Linked DNA regions of Mus musculus: regions 1, 2, 3, 5 and 6 are each linked to region 4. The links are chromatin contacts, called in public HiChIP or PLAC-seq and promoter capture Hi-C maps. All regions are on one chromosome and are shown on one strand. Each heading gives the region's core, a stretch centred on a gene start, on an enhancer-like site or on the middle of the called end of the contact. The rest is flanking DNA. Distances are from core to core; before and after follow the strand shown. Region 1 holds the start of Etfbkmt (electron transfer flavoprotein beta subunit lysine methyltransferase). Region 2 holds the start of Bicd1 (BICD cargo adaptor 1). Region 3 holds the start of Dennd5b (DENN/MADD domain containing 5B). Region 4 holds the start of Tmtc1 (transmembrane and tetratricopeptide repeat containing 1). Region 5 holds the start of Resf1 (retroelement silencing factor 1). Region 6 overlaps Dennd5b (DENN/MADD domain containing 5B).

Evidence for each region. Promoter capture Hi-C pulls out the DNA fragments that hold promoters and counts their contacts. HiChIP or PLAC-seq counts read pairs in DNA pulled down with a chosen protein or histone mark. Capture Hi-C pulls out chosen DNA fragments and counts their contacts.
Region 1: a contact with region 4 is called in a promoter capture Hi-C map of adipose tissue. The contact joins the promoter of Etfbkmt here to the promoter of Tmtc1 in region 4. A contact is called at or near these places in 1 of 39 promoter capture datasets (stem cell-derived epiblast-like cells), 2 of 484 Hi-C or Micro-C datasets (both in embryonic stem cells), 3 of 115 datasets of contacts at active chromatin or transcription factors (embryonic stem cells, stem cell-derived neural progenitor cells and stem cell-derived stembryo) and 1 of 9 other capture datasets (adipose tissue).
Region 2: a promoter capture Hi-C map of liver shows a contact between it and region 4, with 3 times the contacts expected there. The contact joins the promoter of Bicd1 here to the promoter of Tmtc1 in region 4. A contact is called at or near these places in 3 of 39 promoter capture datasets (erythroid cells and liver) and 1 of 115 datasets of contacts at active chromatin or transcription factors (embryonic stem cells).
Region 3: an H3K4me3 HiChIP or PLAC-seq map of embryonic stem cells shows a contact between it and region 4, with 3 times the contacts expected there. The contact joins the promoter of Dennd5b here to the promoter of Tmtc1 in region 4. A contact is called at or near these places in 3 of 39 promoter capture datasets (cranial neural crest, hippocampal neurons and pre-B cells), 12 of 484 Hi-C or Micro-C datasets (embryonic stem cells and uterus), 8 of 115 datasets of contacts at active chromatin or transcription factors (embryonic stem cells, neural tube, pancreatic cancer cells and 1 more) and 1 of 9 other capture datasets (embryonic stem cells).
Region 5: an H3K4me3 HiChIP or PLAC-seq map of embryonic stem cells shows a contact between it and region 4, with 7 read pairs. The contact joins the promoter of Resf1 here to the promoter of Tmtc1 in region 4. A contact is called at or near these places in 2 of 115 datasets of contacts at active chromatin or transcription factors (embryonic stem cells and memory CD8 T cells).
Region 6: an H3K4me3 HiChIP or PLAC-seq map of embryonic stem cells shows a contact between it and region 4, with 9 times the contacts expected there. The contact joins the enhancer-like site here to the promoter of Tmtc1 in region 4. A contact is called at or near these places in 2 of 39 promoter capture datasets (cranial neural crest and stem cell-derived epiblast-like cells), 2 of 484 Hi-C or Micro-C datasets (both in embryonic stem cells), 6 of 115 datasets of contacts at active chromatin or transcription factors (embryonic stem cells and stem cell-derived neural progenitor cells) and 1 of 9 other capture datasets (embryonic stem cells).

Annotation. Positions count from the first base shown.
Region 1 is chr6:149,140,087-149,142,786 of GRCm38.p6, forward strand. It overlaps Etfbkmt (electron transfer flavoprotein beta subunit lysine methyltransferase), which reads left to right and starts at 1,427. Exons shown (of 5, transcript NM_001252095.1): 1 at 1,427-1,618; 2 at 2,520-2,629.
Region 2 is chr6:149,407,622-149,410,321 of GRCm38.p6, forward strand. It overlaps Bicd1 (BICD cargo adaptor 1), which reads left to right and starts at 1,363. Exons shown (of 9, transcript NM_009753.4): 1 at 1,363-2,020. The coding sequence starts at 1,808.
Region 3 is chr6:149,100,366-149,103,065 of GRCm38.p6, forward strand. Dennd5b (DENN/MADD domain containing 5B) reads right to left here and starts at 1,315. Exons shown (of 21, transcript NM_177192.3): 1 at 818-1,315. The coding sequence starts at 944.
Region 4 is chr6:148,443,019-148,445,718 of GRCm38.p6, forward strand. Tmtc1 (transmembrane and tetratricopeptide repeat containing 1) reads right to left here and starts at 1,334. Exons shown (of 20, transcript NM_198967.5): 1 at 883-1,334. The coding sequence starts at 1,181.
Region 5 is chr6:149,308,097-149,310,796 of GRCm38.p6, forward strand. Resf1 (retroelement silencing factor 1) reads left to right here and starts at 1,318. Exons shown (of 5, transcript NM_026054.3): 1 at 1,318-1,808; 2 at 2,226-2,281.
Region 6 is chr6:148,991,676-148,994,375 of GRCm38.p6, forward strand. It overlaps Dennd5b (DENN/MADD domain containing 5B), which reads right to left. Exons shown (of 21, transcript NM_177192.3): 21 at 1-2,214. The coding sequence ends at 2,031. Among named protein-coding and RNA genes, the nearest start is that of Gm25539, 26 kb to the left of the region's middle. Within about 2 kb of position 1,261, at least 58 of the 459 cell types and tissues checked have an H3K27ac peak or open chromatin away from gene starts, as enhancers often do. A contact at or near this core is called in embryonic stem cells and stem cell-derived epiblast-like cells, where this site is marked.

The sequences.
Region 1 (2,700 bases), core at 177-2,676, 700 kb after region 4:
ACCAGGCTGACTTTGAACTCACAGAGATCTACCTGCCTCTGCCTCCTGAGGGGTTAAAGGCATATGCCACCACTGCCAGTCTCCGATTTTTAAAAATTCCTCCAACCCTCCCAACCCCCCATTTTTGAGATAGGATCTCACTAGGTCTGGGACTTGCTATGTAGATCAGGTTGGCCCTTATCTTACAGAGCTTCACCTACCTATACTGGCTAAATTCTGGGATTTGAAGCACATGTCACTACATCTGGAACTTTAAATTTTTCATTTTTAATTATGTGTGTCTGGGTATGTCTTCGTACATGAGTACGAAGTACCCAAGTAGGCCAGAGATATCAGATCTCCTGGAGCTGGGATCACAGGAATTGTGAACCACCCTATATGGGTCTGAGAAGAGAACTCAGATCCTAGGCAAGCACTATACATGTTCAACCACTGAGCATTTCTCTGGCCGCTAAATACAGATTTCTAAAGTTTGTATTACATGTATGTATTCTGGTGTGTGTGTGTGTGTGTGTTGGGGGTGATAGTCAGAGGACAGTTCTTCTTTCCTTCTACCATGTAGGTCCTGAGAAACTCAGGTTGTTAGGCTTGGCAGTGGGCCTCTACTCATTGAGCCACCTAGATAGAGTCCAGGTTTTGTTTCCCTTCCCTTCCCTCCCCTCCCTTCTCCTCTCCTTCCCTCCCTTTTCCCTTTCCCTTTCCCTTTTTCCCTTTCCCTTTCCTTTTGAGACCGTGTCTCATCTATCCCAGGCTAACTTCTAACTTGCTGAGTATGACCTTGAACCATCCTCTCCTAAGTGCTAGAATTAGAGATGGATCCCAGGGTCTCATGCTATATAAACATTCATAATAACTGAGTTACATCCCCAAGCCCCAAATCAGATTTTGACCAGGCATCTGAAGAACATTTTTCAATTTGTAAATTTAGATACAGCAACATGGTTTGCCATTTTCTTAGTTTGGGATGTTTTTCTTTCTTGTACATCATAGCAGATTTTCGGTAATGAAGGTGAAATGGGTTAATTTTGAAGTCTTGAGTTGAGGGGCCAGTGGAAAATTTAGTCATTAGAAAGTTGGATATAATAGATCCTGAACCTACAGGCTGAAAACAGTCTTACGTGTGACTTTATAATTATGACACACCGCAACTGAATGTCATAAAACTTTACTTGCCACTCCAGGTTCATACTCTTAACAGTATGCTTGGCATACAGTGCTAGCAGCATAAGTCCAGCAAGAGGTTTTAGAAATCAGAATTCGCAGACATGGCTCACACGAGTTGTGCAATTGCGCTTCATTCAGGTCTATAGGGTCTGACCTGAGGAGTCGCCAGGTTAGGGCTTCGGCGTTCCCAGTTGCCTTGGGAACCGAGGGACATCCAAAACAAAACACAGTTCGAAAGAGGGCGGAGCCGGTGCGTAAGCCCTTCGGTCCGGGCGGCCCCGCGTTCCGCGTCTCATTGGTTCCAAATTTCGCCGCCTTCACGTACCCACTACGCTGTGTAGTTAGAGCCACGGGCTCAGTCTTCCTCTCCCGAAAAAGGAGACCTACCGTACTTGTTTTTTTTTTTCTCCTGCACGTGAAGGGCGAGTTCCACTTGCTGATCGAATAAAGTCAGGTAAGGCCACAAGGACTGCACTACCCTTTAAAGTAGACTCCTGTCCTTTGTTTTGGAGGAAAGTAACGTGGTCACAACATTGTTTGGAGTTTAACCTTTTTGTTTGCTTGGCACAGAGTCTCAGGTTGTAGTCTCTGGGCTGCAATGTAGCCTAGACTGTTTCGAGTTAGAGGCAGCCCTGCCTTACTTAGCTTCCCAAGTAATGAAATTAGAGAAATGCCCTGCACTGTTTGCTTGTTTACGTACTTTATCTGTGTGTGCACGTGCGCCTGTGGAGGCCAGAATGTGTCTCCAGAAGCTAAGACATTGGAATCTGTGGACCTGTAGAAGAAAAGCAGCTCTCTTAATACCCGAGCCTTCTTTCTAGGCGGTTGGTTAGTTGGTTGGTTCGGTTCGTTTATTCGTTCATCCATCCATCCGGTCTGTCTGTCTGTCTTTTTGTAAAGTAGTAGTACAGGGAGGCAGTCCTACAGTGGGCAGATAGGAAGAGGGGCCATGGATGGGTAATAAAGGTGGAAAACTTTAAAGATGGTTGGCTTTTCCTCACCCACCTGACCCAAGACCAAAAAAAAAAAAGCCTGGCAATTTAAAAAGCCTTGTAGCTTTTTCTCCTTCCCATGCTGATGGCCTGGTTCAAAAAGTTCAAAGCCAGATCAGGGCAGTTTTTCAACCATTTTCTCATTCTTCAAAGTGACTCACACTAAATTAGGGGAGGAAACCTCTTCAGAGACTTCAAAATCAAAAACAACCCGTCCCCCCAATTCTCAAGAAGGGACTATTTTCAGCTACCCTCTGCTTTGCCGAGGAGGGGCTTTTTCTCTGCGTTTGCTGCATGTGTGTGTTTCTTTACCCCAATAAAAGCATTTCTTCAACATCTGATTCTGTCTGCTTCTGTCTTCAGGTTTTGATATTTCTCCACTGCTACCTGTTGAGCTCAGAAGTTTTTAAACTCTTGGCAGAGAAAACTGAATCCAATCAAGAACCTTTAGACAGTAATGCCAGTTCAATCAGGTATTACCGAGTACACAGACAGGGCTGACTTGAATTCTTATCATTGTTTCCTTTTTCCATGGAGATCTGCC
Region 2 (2,700 bases), core at 113-2,612, 960 kb after region 4:
TGACCCTTTAATTCAGTACCTCACATTGTGGTGACCCCCAACCATTAAATTATTTTTGTTGCTACTTGATAACTGCATTTTTTCTACTGTTATGACTTGTAATGTAAATGTCTGATATGAGACCTTTGTGAAAGGATTGTTCAAGCCCTGAAGGGGTTTCTACCCACAGGTTGAGAACCACTGGCCTAGAGACTTACTGAGCACCTGCAGATGTTATACAACAATTTCCTCCCAGATAGAACAGTTCATCTTAACAGAATTTCAATATACAGGATGTTCTAAAGAGAAGTAAAACATTCCATCCTTCTAGGAAGCTCTTAAACCCAGGAAGTAAACAACTCAAAGGCTTCCGTAAATTCATGAAACTAATGAGATTCACTCCTTCCCCAAGGATATATAATCAGGAAAGCAGGCCGAGAGTTGGGACAGACATGCTTAGCTACCTAGGAGAGACACAAATCACCAGAGCTATGTGAAACAGACAGTCTCCAACCTACTGAGCTGCTTTCAAGTTGTGTAGTATGGTTCAGGTTTTCCAGTGTCTATGATCTGTCACCCCTGGGGTGGGCTTTTGGTGATGTAGATATTTTTGAGTCATTTCTGTTTCTGTAAATAACCCCTCACTTATATTCCTTTAAATATTATTTCAATAAAACCCGTTGGTTCATCAAGTTGGACTGTGGTGGTAGCCTTACTGGGGTGAATAGATATTTGTTCACATCTCTCCAGTAATTACGTTATGCAGTAAGGTAGTATGATGAACTAAGTGCACAGAGGCTTAGGTTGGGGGACAGCAAAGTTCTCTGGTAGAGTGTTAGGTGGACTAGACCAAATTAGACAGAGTCTGAGAAAGGAGGAAGGACTCCCAAGGTACATCTATCAAGCTTTGGAAAAGCAGCATTCTTGAAAGCACTAGCTCTGTTTGTTTTCTGTGGGCTCACTGCACTCCAGTAGGCTTCGAATTCCCACCTCAGAAAACTTAGCCCGTTGGAGGCCTTCTTAGTGTTCTGATCTTTCAGACACCAATCACCCTTTCCAACACCCTTGCCCTTTCTTCAGCTGCCCTGGCTTCCTCAGTCTAGCATCTCTTCTCAGATGCAGTCCTCTTCCATCCCCCAGCCTCCTTAGCCTCCACTTCTCTTTAAGACACCCATTTTCCTCAGCCTTCATTCCGCCTCAGCGCGGTTCCCCCTCCTCAGCCCTCCGTAGTCTCCCATCATTCCTCAGCTAGTTCTGGGTCCCTCTGCCCTCATCCCTCTTCAGCAGTCGGCTGTGCTGCGCTGCGAGGCTCGGTGGGGTTTTGGATTTGCTCCTCCCCTTCCCTACCTCCCTGCATTCTGAGTGGCTGAGAGGAAGAGGACCAGTTGGAGTCCGCATCTGTGTGCACTGGCTGCCGCAGGGCCCAGCAAGCAGGTGGAGCTCAGCCTCCCACGGAGCATTGGGCGGTGGACCGCAGTGACGCGGCCTGAGACATGGCGGCCACGCGCCTCTGAGGCCGCAGAACCGGAGTCTCTTGCTGCGCGAGTTGCCCCTTGGCCATGCAGCTTGGCTGCTGACTGCCCCGGCGCGTGGCCCGGAGGATCCCGGCTGCGGTCATCACCTTGCAGTCTCCATGCTGCAGGGTATATTCCTCCCATATTCCATGTATTCCTCCTCAGTGCTTCCGGCCGTGTAGCCGCAGCTGCCGGCCGGGCCTCAGGGCGCTCTACCTATTATTCATCAGGCACTTTTCTTTTCCATTTTTATTTTCATTCCTATTTGCTTCTCCTTTTCCCTTCTGCTTTGCGTCTATCTCCGCCACCCCGCTATGGCCGCAGAGGAGGCGCTGAAGACGGTAGACCAATATAAGACTGAAATAGAGAGACTGACCAAGGAGCTCACAGAAACGACCCATGAGAAGATCCAGGCTGCAGAGTATGGGCTGGTGGTGCTGGAGGAGAAACTGACTCTCAAGCAACAGTATGACGAGCTGGAGGCCGAGTATGACGGCCTCAAACAAGAGCTGGAGCAGCTCAGAGAGGTGAGCAACCCGTCTCCTATTTCCCTCTCCAGGTTTGGCATTTCTCAGTGCCAGTCATCACTGTAAAGAAGTCAGAAGGGATATGGCCAGAAGGACTTCATCTTAGAGCCCTTTGTTGATAAGAGAATATTGAAAGAGTCCATTGTTTTCACCAATAGAAAAATTACCCAAGAAATGAATGCATAAGCTGGAATGGGAAGCTCTTTATTATGTGGGGGAGGGAGAGTCACAAGAAGTCTTCAGGCATCCGTGCTGGCAGGTAACATTGAATTGGGTTGAAATGCATAAATCAAACTTCTCAAACTGCTGTTATTTCAAACCCAGATATCAATGACCATAATCCATCCAATTGATGAGGTTTGTGCCTGAGGACCTACAATTTCAGGATGGTAGAATTTGGTACTTCAGTCGTCTGCTGAGTAATTGCTCCTTGGTGAAATAGGAACTAGTTATTAGGACTCACCAGTCCCGTTTGACGTTGGCTTTAGTCCTTGTCATGGGGCTGTAGGAGCAAAACAACTTTGCTGGGTGGTTTTGCTGCCCTTAATTTCACCTCTGTGCAAGGCTGGGCTATGCTTATGTCTTATAGAAGGCACCCTGAGACTGAGGAAAATCAAAATCATCTCCATATGGTGAGACATGAGAAAGAAATGTAAAATATATGGATATCTATGCCTTGC
Region 3 (2,700 bases), core at 65-2,564, 660 kb after region 4:
TCTCACCCTTACCAAAAAAAAAAAAAAAAAAAAAAATCACAATTCAGATTCCAAGGAGGAAAGCGGAATGAAAAATTCAGTCAGTCATTTCTCCCCGGCCTGCTTTCTACATTTCGCATTCCCCGGTCCCTACCATCCTTCAACTGCCCGGGTTCCCAGGGTACGTTCCCCAGCTCAGTCCCGCACTGCGTCACCAAACCCGTCAAATGGGGGCCATGCTCCTCCAGTGACACCTCGGCAGTGATTCACGGCGCGCCCCTCTTGGGGAGGATTGTCCAACTACATCAACTCAGGAACCAGGCAGGGGTATCAACAAAGCATCAGGCCGCAACCCAAGCGTCCAAAGGTCCTCGCTAGCTCGCGGCACTGGCACTGCCAAATCCACAGGATTCCAAAGGGTGACTCGCTCGTCATCGCAGAACCAGGGGGAGGGGTGGCGCCGACCCAGAGCGGTCGGGGTCGATCCCGCTGGGCCTCCTGCCCGAGCGGACCTCACCGTAGCCCCGCGGTCCCGACTCCTTCATGGAGCTGCCGACCACCGCATCCGCCGCCAGGGCCAAACTTCACGAACCACTGCACAGCCCGGTCCCGCGCACCATGAGCCACCCGCGAGCAGCGGAGGGTCGGGCCCTCTGGGGACCCGCGCCGGTTACAAGGACCCAACACCCAGGGGCTTAGCCAGAGCGCGGAATTAACAACAATGTCATTATGTCGCCCACGAGTGCCCATCTAGCCGGAGCGCGGCTATAGCCGCCGACTTTTTGTCTGGAGCCCGCACCTCGCCTCCCTAGCGCCTCCAAAGCCAGCCCGGCCTTACCCGCCAGCTCGTCGGGCTCCAGCCCGCTGTCCGCATCGATCCCGCACAGCACGAAGTAGTGCGCGAAGCGACAGGCGGCCGGGGAGGACCCCGAGCCCGGGCCCGGCGCCGCGCTGCTACCGCTCATCCCGCCGCGCTGCCGGTGCGACCGTCGCTGGGGTTCGCGGAGGAGGCTCTCCGGCGTGAACCGATGAGAAGCCTCGCTGAGAAGCGTCGCAGGCTTCCCTCGCGGAGGAGGCCACCGCGGCGCTCCGACTGCGGTCTCCGCCGCGACCCTAGGACGAGCCCGGCGCGCCCATGGCCGCGCAATCGCCGCGGCCGGGATCCTTCTAGACGCTGGTACCGAGGAAGCGGCCTCGGGCTCGCGCGCGGACCGGAGGGCGGGCGGGATTCCGCCGCGGCGGGGGAGGGGCGCGCAGGGGGAGTGTCAGCTAGGGAGGCCCGCGCCGCCGCGGCTGCGCCCGCTGGAGCGCAGCGTCTGGCGCCCGCGGGTCAACTGAACCGCGCTGCGCGACGGGAGCGCCCGCAGAGCTCGGTGGCGCGCGGTTCGGGGCGCGCACCAGTGAGCTCGGAGGATCGGGGGCGCGTCTGGGTGCGTGCCCACCCGCGGTAATATTGAGGAAACCTCTCTTGCACGGTGCAGCCCCCAACAGTCGGTTGAGCACGAGCCGCAGAGCAGGATCGTATCTTCCAGAGAGGATGTCGCCCAACCCAACCTAAACAATAACGTAGCTTTGGAAAAGGGAGACAGCACGCTGAGGTCATTTCCCACAACGTCTGTACCGTATTTTTAAACTGTCATGCAGATGCTTAAACCATTTTAAGATCCTAGTCCCCGGCAGGACGTGGTGACTCACATCTATAATTCCAGCACTCCTGTGACTGAGGCAGGAGGATCCGGAGTTGGAGATGAGCCTCTCTACCTAGTGAGACTCCATCTCAACACACACAAAAATGAGGAGGGTAAATAACAACCTGGGTAATTGACTCTTAGCTTCTATCGTACCTTCCAATAATCTTCCGGAACCCTTGAAATGACTTCTCTTACCATTTTAGCTGGATTGTACTTGGGATGGGGAGTATTTATGCTTCCTGGTTCATTCTTTCCAGTATCTATAGAACCTTGGGTCCCACTTGACCTGCCATTTATATTTTAGTGAAGGAAAGAATGATGATAATCTAGGTAGTATCAGGATGGTGCTACTGGGAAAATAACCAACTTTGAAATCTGTAATGTATATGGACATTTAATGTTATGCAATTATTGCTTCTATTATACAGAGTACACATAAAAATATTTTACTGAGTATTTCTATTTTTGTTGGTGGCTTCTTGCAGGATGTTAGATTCTAAGCTAGTCAAATATAGCAGAAAACTGATTTATTGTTTGTGCTAATCAAGAAACATGCTTTCTGTTCATTTGAGCAGTAACTGATTTATAAAATTGTAAACAGTAATGATTTAGTTTTGTTTTATTAACATATATAGAATACTGTATTTAATCATGACATTTCCATACATGTACTTTCTTGTTTTGTTTTTTGAGACAGGGTTTCTTTGTGTGACAGCTCTCGCTGTCCTAGAACTCTATTTGTAGACCAGGCTGGCCTCAAACACACAGAGATCCTCCTGCCTCTGCCTTCTCAGTGCTGGGATTAAAGGCATGTGCCACCACAACCCAGCTTCATGTACATATTTTGATCATATCTTTTTATAACCTTCTTGTACCCCCTGTCCCACCCCATTCCCTCTGATCTCCTTCCTTTTCACACCAACTCCTTCTGCTTTCATTTCTTTAACCTTTTTGGTGATCAAATAAGTTCACCAAACTTATTTTAATTTTAAAGACTTTTTAAAATGACATTGTGTGTGTGTGTATGTGT
Region 4 (2,700 bases), core at 84-2,583:
CCTAGCTCCTACCTGGAACACCCACAGCATAGCAGCTTCAGGAGCATCGTAGGCCACCTGGTCCGGTCCCTTTATTCCTCATCTGCCCAGCAGTACAACCTCCCTGGAGAAGCTGACAACTTGGAGCATCGCCACCCTCTGGAACCCGCTAATCGCGGGTAGGAAAAGCTCCAGCGAGAAGTCTGCCATCCTTGAAGCCCCGGGGGACATAGCAGGCAGAACTCGGTCCCAACTCCGCAGCCAGGAAGCGCGGGAGAACCTAGGTTTAGCTGGGAAGATATAGGGCAGAGCAGAGATCTCCCCGAGTAGCGCGGAGAGTACCCAAAACAGAGCCAGAAGAAAACGATGTAGTGCTTCAGAACCTGAGCAAAGCCTTGAGAACCTTAAGCTGTCCCGGGTAATGACCAGAGGTAGAGCCAGGTGGATTCAGGACTAAGCCTGGAGCAATAGGATCAGAGTCCGACCCGAGAGAACCCAGCCAGAGCAACGAGATCTCGGGGCAGAGCGGAGAGAACCTCGTTCAGAGAAAATCTGGGGCTGCGCTGACAGAATACTAGAGTTGTGAGGGCCTGGGACAGACCCTGGAGAACACTTAAGATAGAATCAGGAGCGCCAAGCATAGAGCCCAGAGGACCTGGGGCAGAGATTGGAGAACGGAACAGGGCAGAGATGCAAAGCGTAGAACCTAGAGGACCAGACTGAACAGCCAGAACACAAGATAAATCCAGGAGGATCTGGCTGATGACTAAAAGACCAGGGGTAGAACTGAGAGAAAGGGGAGAACAACCTAGAGGAGGTACCGAGGGACCTGTCAGAAGTGTCCCCGCCGTACCATCCCTTCTCCAAGGAGAGGCGTCTAGACCCCAGGACGCACAGGCTCACCTGAAGGACAGCACGCACAGTGGCCGATAGGACTTGTGGCTGGTGCTGTCCGCCAGGCCCTTGCCCCAGAAGTCGTTAGCGAAGATGGCCCAGCGCAGCGGTGTCCCGGGCCGCACGTCGGGGTTGTTCACGATCGCCCACACATCGTCGTGTACAAACTCGCCCCGCAGCGAGCGGCCGTAGCAAAGGCAGCTGGCCCCAGCTAGCAGCGCCGCGGCCCCCGCTGGAACCAGCCCGCAGCGCGGGCGCCGCGAGGGCGCGCGCTCCCCGCCGCCGCGGTCCCCGCGGGTCACCAGCATCGCACCGCCCGCACGGCCGCTCCCGCGCAGCGCGCATCCTCCCCGGCCGGGACCCGGGCGCGCAGCGGCCTGCTTGGCTCAGGCATCGCACGCCCACTGTCCCCGCCCGGGCGCCCGGTGCTCTGCCGCCGCGGTGGCCCAGCTGCAAATAAACAGCGATCCCCCCGCCTCCCCGGGCCATCGCCGCCGCCTCCGCCCACTCTGCGCATGCCCGCTTGCGCGCCTCCGCCTCCTGGATCCTGGGACCTGAGGTCCCCAACACCTGGCCTCTACCAGCTGGCGCTGAGTCCGGGACAGCCAGAGCGCGCAGGTTTAGCGGGTCGCCGCAGGGCTTGAGGGGACACGCGGGAAGGCCACCCAGGGTCCCACCGGGTACGCCCAACTGCTTTCCCAGACCAGTCCCCAGCCGGTCTCAGCTGCGGAGGGGCAGGTCCCCGCCGCCTCCCGGCCGCAAATCGGCAGGCTTGTCAGGTACTCAGTCTGGACCCGGACACCCTCTCTCCCTGGAGGCGTGAGCGATTCGAAACCAGCTGGACAGATGGGGGACAAGCTCCAGCACCCGCAGGGCTTAAAGTCTTCCAAGGTGCTATGCCCCAGTCCTGGGAACGCAACGCGCGCAGCAGTCCTTTCCCCAAAGCCCAGGGGTGCATCCCCGGCTGTGAACTGCCTCCTTGCTGTTTCTGCTGCTGCTTATAATAAGCCCGGTTTTGATTTTTATTTCCGTATGGGAAGCTCTTCCTTTTGTTTTTCCCTTAAACTCTTAAGCAATGAAGGAGGCGCTGAACACATTACTTCTGGCTTTCTTTTGGTTTTGGTTTTGAGACCCTGCCTTAGGCTGACATTCAGGCAGTCCTGGGCATTGGCTACAGAAGCCAGGCTGATCTCGAATCCTAGAGTACCCCCTACCTCAGCTGCCCAGGCCCAGCTACTTTACCTGCTATTTTACTGGTTGGATCTCTTGGGAATAATTATTGTCTCCTGGGAGACTGCCTTGACCCTTAAATACAAATTAAAACTATGGACTGCCTTGGCATTGCCTCTGGCTCAGAAACTTCCTGTCTTTCTCGAAACTGTTCTACTTTTGAATGCCAATCACAACAAATAAATGAGGTATTCCAGAAAAACACTGACTTCCCCTAATACTGAAAAGCCCCGTTGGTTCTTTCAGGCCACTTGTGAATGGACATGGCTTTATTACTGAAATTAACTGAGACTTCATACATCCAGACCCCAAACCTCAAAATAAAGTCGTCATTAAAACAAACAAAAGCCAAACAACATCAAACTTTTGACAAGAAAGAAAAGAAACTTGAAATGGAAAGGAGAATTTGTTCTTTGAGCCTCCCGATGGCTCCTTAAATTTAAACACCAGAGCACTTAATGCAGCAGTTCCCAAATTAACAGGGACATAGTCCAAGACAGGATCCATTCTTGCCTCTTTTGATGTTTTGTTTATTGTTGGTTTTTCTTGGTGAATCAAAATTGGTGAGAGAGGAGCAAAGCTGAAATCTTGTGTCCC
Region 5 (2,700 bases), core at 68-2,567, 870 kb after region 4:
TGTAAGACTGGCAAAAGCCCTTAGGGTCCTTCATGTTCACCACCCATGTACCACCCTCTGTAGAAATCATAGTTTTAGGGGTCAAAATGAACCGACCAAGTCTACAGCTGCCAAAACAAGATTAGCAGTTCTCAGAAAAATAACAGTTCTCGGAAAAAGTCTCCTGCCCCACCTCGCACTAAATTCCGAGAAAAAACACAAACTGACCTTCTTGCCAGAATTCCCTGAAACATTAGTAGCTGACCAATGAGTTTTAAAATATACTGCTGCTTTGCTGACCCATCATAATATGGCTGTCCAACCCTCCACAAAATGTATAAAGGAACTATGCTTTCTGAGCTCTGGGGTTGACCCTCCCTGCGACGTGTCAGAACAATAAACCTCTTGCCATTGCAGCGATCTGTTGTCAAGTTGTGTTTTTGGGCTTGCGCACCCAGGGTAAAGCCTCGGAGGTCTTACACCTCCATTCCTTACCTAGGACCAATCAGCTTAAAAGTTAGCTGATAATACTTTGCCTAGTAAGCCTACTGCTTCCCTTCTTGCCCATTAAATGTTTTGTTATTTTCCCTATAAAAAGCCTACCCTGAGAGCAGACTAGGAATATAATTATGTTTCTGAGTTCTTTTTGCAGTCCTGAAGGTTTATTAATAGGGTAAGTGTTCAGTAAGTTGCTTAACTGGATCACTGTTCATATACTTTTGTTAGTATATGAACATGAATCTCTGAAGAATGATATCCCAGACTCAAATACTATGCAACAGCAAACAGCATTTATTGAACAAATTCCTGCACTCAGGAGCCCAATTCCATCAGGCCAATTCACTCTTTTCAGTTTGTGTGGCGATTCCTGAACCCCAACAATATATTTCCACTGGCCCTTGACGTTTCACTCCAGAAGCCCTTGTAGAAATATAGTTTTAGCAGTCAAAATGACCAGACCAAGTCTAAAGCTGCGAAAACAAGATTAGCAGTTCTCGGAGAAATAACTATAACAAATAATAACAGTTCTCCTGTCCCGCCTCGCACTAAATTCCAAGAAAAACCACAAATTGCTCTGACCTTGCTGCCAGAATTCCCCCGCGACATTGGTAGCTGACCAATGAGTTTAAAAATATTCTGCTGATTTGCTGACCCATCATAATATGATTGTAAGGCCTGGGGGTCTTACACCCTCAGGTGATTCTCATATAAATTCTAGGTGCAAGGCTGAGCTTTTTTCTCCCCTCAGACTGTAGAAGGCACACCTGCCCGGCACTAGGACCGCGGCCCTGGTGCAAGCGCTCGGGGGCGGAGTGGGGACCCAGCTGGACCCGCCCCAACGAAGGCTGCCACCAAACCTCTGCGCGCTCTGCGCTTGGCAGAGGCCTCGTCCCTTGCTATTGGCGTGTAAGCACCCGCCGGGCGGCAGGTCTGCTTCGGATCGGGCTTTTGTTCGGCCCCCTGGGCTCGGGGCTGGGTTTTCGCCACCTCTGTCCCGGCGGAGGGGCGCCGCCCGGGTCCTCGCTGTACCGCGGGGTCGCTGCGCGCCGGGCGGGCGCGGTCTGAGGTTGTTGGCCCGAGAAGCAGGCGGGCTTGTTGCAGCTAAGCGTCCCTTCCGGTTTCGGAAGGAGAAGCAGAGCTTTGTTTTGTTTTTCGGTTTCTTTCTGTCTCGGTCTTCCGCTCCTTGGCCCCCCTGCGACCCAGCGGAATTGCCTTGCGCTCCGCCTTCGAGCGCCCAGGCCTGTGTGAGCGCCGCGGCCCGCAGCATCTTGGAATCTGTTTGCATTTGTGGTACTTAAGAGTGCCTTCCTAGAAAAATGGAAAAACAGGTAAAGTGGGTGAGCTGGCTTGCATTTCAGTAGGCCAACTACAGAACTTGCGTGGGGATTTAAATTGTCTGCTGGGTGTGTTACAGTTAAGGGGAATCTTAAGTTTGTTTCTTGTTACCATTCAGATATACTAAGGTCTTAGTTATTGCTCCACTCAGCCCCCATCAGGTTCTCTTTTATCAGTCCACTAAAATTACTAAAGAAGTATTTTTGCTTTGGTATTAAAGGGCAGTAGTGGACTTGGAGAAGCCCGCTTGAATTCTAGTGGCAGGGAATATTTTGAGAGTAGCCTAATTCAGTAGTTTTGTTTTTAGCACAATTGAAATAAATTCAGTAAACTTAGTATGGTCTCAATGACACTGTAAGGGAAATGTACTAGACCTTAACTCTTGCTTTCTTGTTTCTTGATTTTCATAGAATTAGAGGCGTGAATACCTTGTGGAAGAGATTAAAAGGTAAAATTGTATTTACAGGTAAGTTTGCCTTTTATAAAGCCTATCCTGGTTCTACTGGATGACTATTTGCATTGTACCGTGGACTAACTTATTTTAGAATAAAGAGTATCATTGAATCAACACTAGTTAAACCTACAGAACTTGCCTAGCATGTGCTTGCCTTCAATTTTTGCATTTGGGAGACCAAGTCAGACAGATCTTTGAGTTAAAGGCTAGCCTAATCTACATACCAAATTTCAGTTTAGCTAGGACTGCATAGTGAAAGACTCAAAAAACTATCACCAAACAAAACTGTCACAGATCCAATGGGACACAGTAGATTTGATGGCAAAGCTTAAGAAATAATGTTGTTGGTATGGTACTTAACAATTTTATTTTTTGCCTTCATGAGATAGAGGAGAGATGATTTTTGCATTTTTTGTTTTGTTTTGAATTTT
Region 6 (2,700 bases), core at 11-2,510, 550 kb after region 4:
CTCGGGTGTGGTAAAAAGCATAAATTCTAACCCTTGTGTTGTCAAGGGGGAGAGGGCAAGAATACAAAGTCTTTGATTTGAAGTGTCCTATTTTCACCTATAAAATGAAGAGGCTGTACTTGCTGTTGGGACTCAACTGTGGAACACTGACTTAAAAGTCCACCAAGCGCTCAGCATCAGGATGGCCCCATGGGAAAAGACAGCAATAAAACCCTGGGATGGACTGTATCTTAATTTGTGGATGTTTCCTATAGTAAGTAGATTGGTCTCTAGAATACTCTCATTCTACTATAAACACCCTTATTCTAAGTAAACAAACCACTGGGTTACACAGGTCATCTAGAGACATGTTCTAAGCCCTTTCTTTCCATGGGTGTGTAAATGTATCCTCAGCAACCCTTTTCTTCAGAGTTTCTGATAAAGGGCATGAGGTACTTGATCTATTAGTCCCTTCCTCCAGTAAACAGGAAAACAGCACTGCTGGCAAGAGCCCAGGGCCCTGAGATTGCACACGGATCCTGAGAGGCCATGGCTTGGGTTTTCAGCTACAACAGGGAATAAAACCTGGAGCTCTGCCGAGGCAATTTTGCTACTAACAAGGTATCGGTGCCTAATTAGAGTTCCGAAACTTACTCACCAAAAGATAAAGATTTATGTAGTTGCTAACATTTGCTTAACAAAAAAATAAATAAGCTATCAAACTAGAAAGGTTTCAGGAGTTCCTAAATTGTCTCTTGAGTCAAATTCACTCCTCAGTCTGCCACAGTGGCTTTTAACTTCTCTGGGACAATTGCTTTACATTTCCCTGAAACACCCAGAAAGGCTTCATTCTTTCTCTCAGCTTCTGTTATTTGCATTATCATGGTCAACAAATACCTTCACAAAAGCATTCCAAATCACACTGAGACCTCCTCCTTCTCCCACATTCCTTTTATTTCCTGAGAGGGGGGATGGGGCGGACAGAGGGAGTGGCTGGAACCTAACAAAGACTGGGCTGGTAGTTTAGCTCCACTTAAAGAGTTTAGATGGCCAAGTTAAAAGTCACACTGTTTCTTACAGTTATGGCTATATGATTGATACTAAAATTCATTATCTCAAAAGCCCTATCAAAGAACAGTAATAAAAATTCCAAGAACGAAGCCTCCAGGCTAATCTTTCAAAAGTAAAGAAGTTAAAGTCCCATGCTTCTCAGGGCTTCTTGTGTTTGCTTTCCAATTAGCCAAGCTCTTGGGATCTGGTATTTGCGCTCTCTCTCTCTCTCTCTCTCTCTCTCTCTCTCTCTCTCTCTCTCTCTGTTGAGATAGGGTCTTGCTATGTAGCTCTGTCTGGTCTGCAACTCAGATGCACCTGCCCCTGCCTCCCTAGTGCTGGGAGTGCGCCACTATGCCTTGCTGGGGTCTGATATTTAAAATACTTTAATTATCTTTTCCTTATGCCAATGAAAAACGTTCCCAAAAACTAAAAAAATTACTCATAATTCAAATGTATTAAATGGTTTATAACTTAAAAGGTACAATGAGGACTGCTGTACACTATGTAAAGCTGTATACATTCACCACACACAGGATGGGACTCCAGGAGGGATGGCTGCTTCAGGACAAAGCATTCTGGTTCCTTTGTGAGACCTGGAGGGAAAAAGAAGCCTTCCTGGGTTGCACTATGTACACATTTACTGGCTTCTTCCTGACTAGCACCGCTTTCCCCACCCCCAACATTTTTAAACTACTTATTTTAAGTCACAGGGATATTCAATCTAAGAAAAGTATCTTATTAGAGTAATATAATTTCTTAAAGATAGCATATTTACACACTTCTAACACATGAAAATACTCTATTTTATACTAAATTTCAGGTTCAAATGAACTACAATACAGCACTTTGCCTTGTCTGCAGAGTGGAGACTGTTCAAACTGGGGCTTCCAGTGCACTGCCCCGGCAGTGCTCACTATGGTCAGACCGGTCCAGATAGGTCCCCATAGTTACGGAAGCTTCAGGAGCCAGGGGTAGATGAAGAGTTTCTGCCGGCTGCTTTACACATCCACTCCTTTGATTAGTGATCCTTCCAAGACTATGGTGAAATCCTGAATGGTCTGAAGAATTCGGATAAGGGAGTTGACAGTCATGTGGTCTCGAAGCAGTGCATTCTCTTCATACATTCGGGTGATGGCAGGACATTCTGCTAGCAATGGAATCCACTGTGGAAGCAGGTGATCCCTACAGACCAAACAGACACAGGACTTGAGCTCTAACAGATACAGTGTAACTGGCTCCCCCTTGTGTCTTTCCCTTTAATTATCAGCCTGTTGAAACAATACAATTCAATCCTGTTCCTCAAAACCCTAGGATGATTGGGTGTATATATTTCTCTCTCTCTTCCCAATATGGGCACATGGAATAAATCTCTCTTCTGCTTCTCACTATGCATTTTATTTTTCTTAAAGATTTATTTTATTTATATGAGTACACTGTAGCTGTCTTCAGACATACCAGAAGAGGGAATCAGATCTCATTATAGATGGTTGTGAGCCACCATATGGTTGCAGGGAACTGAACTCAGGACCTTTGGAAGAGCAGTCAGTGCTCTTAACCACTGAGCCATCTCACCAGCCCCTCGTCATTATGCTTTTTAAACTTAAGAGCAGTGAATGCTCTTAACTGCTGAGCCATCTCTCCAGCTCTTGCTTTCACTATTAATTAGGC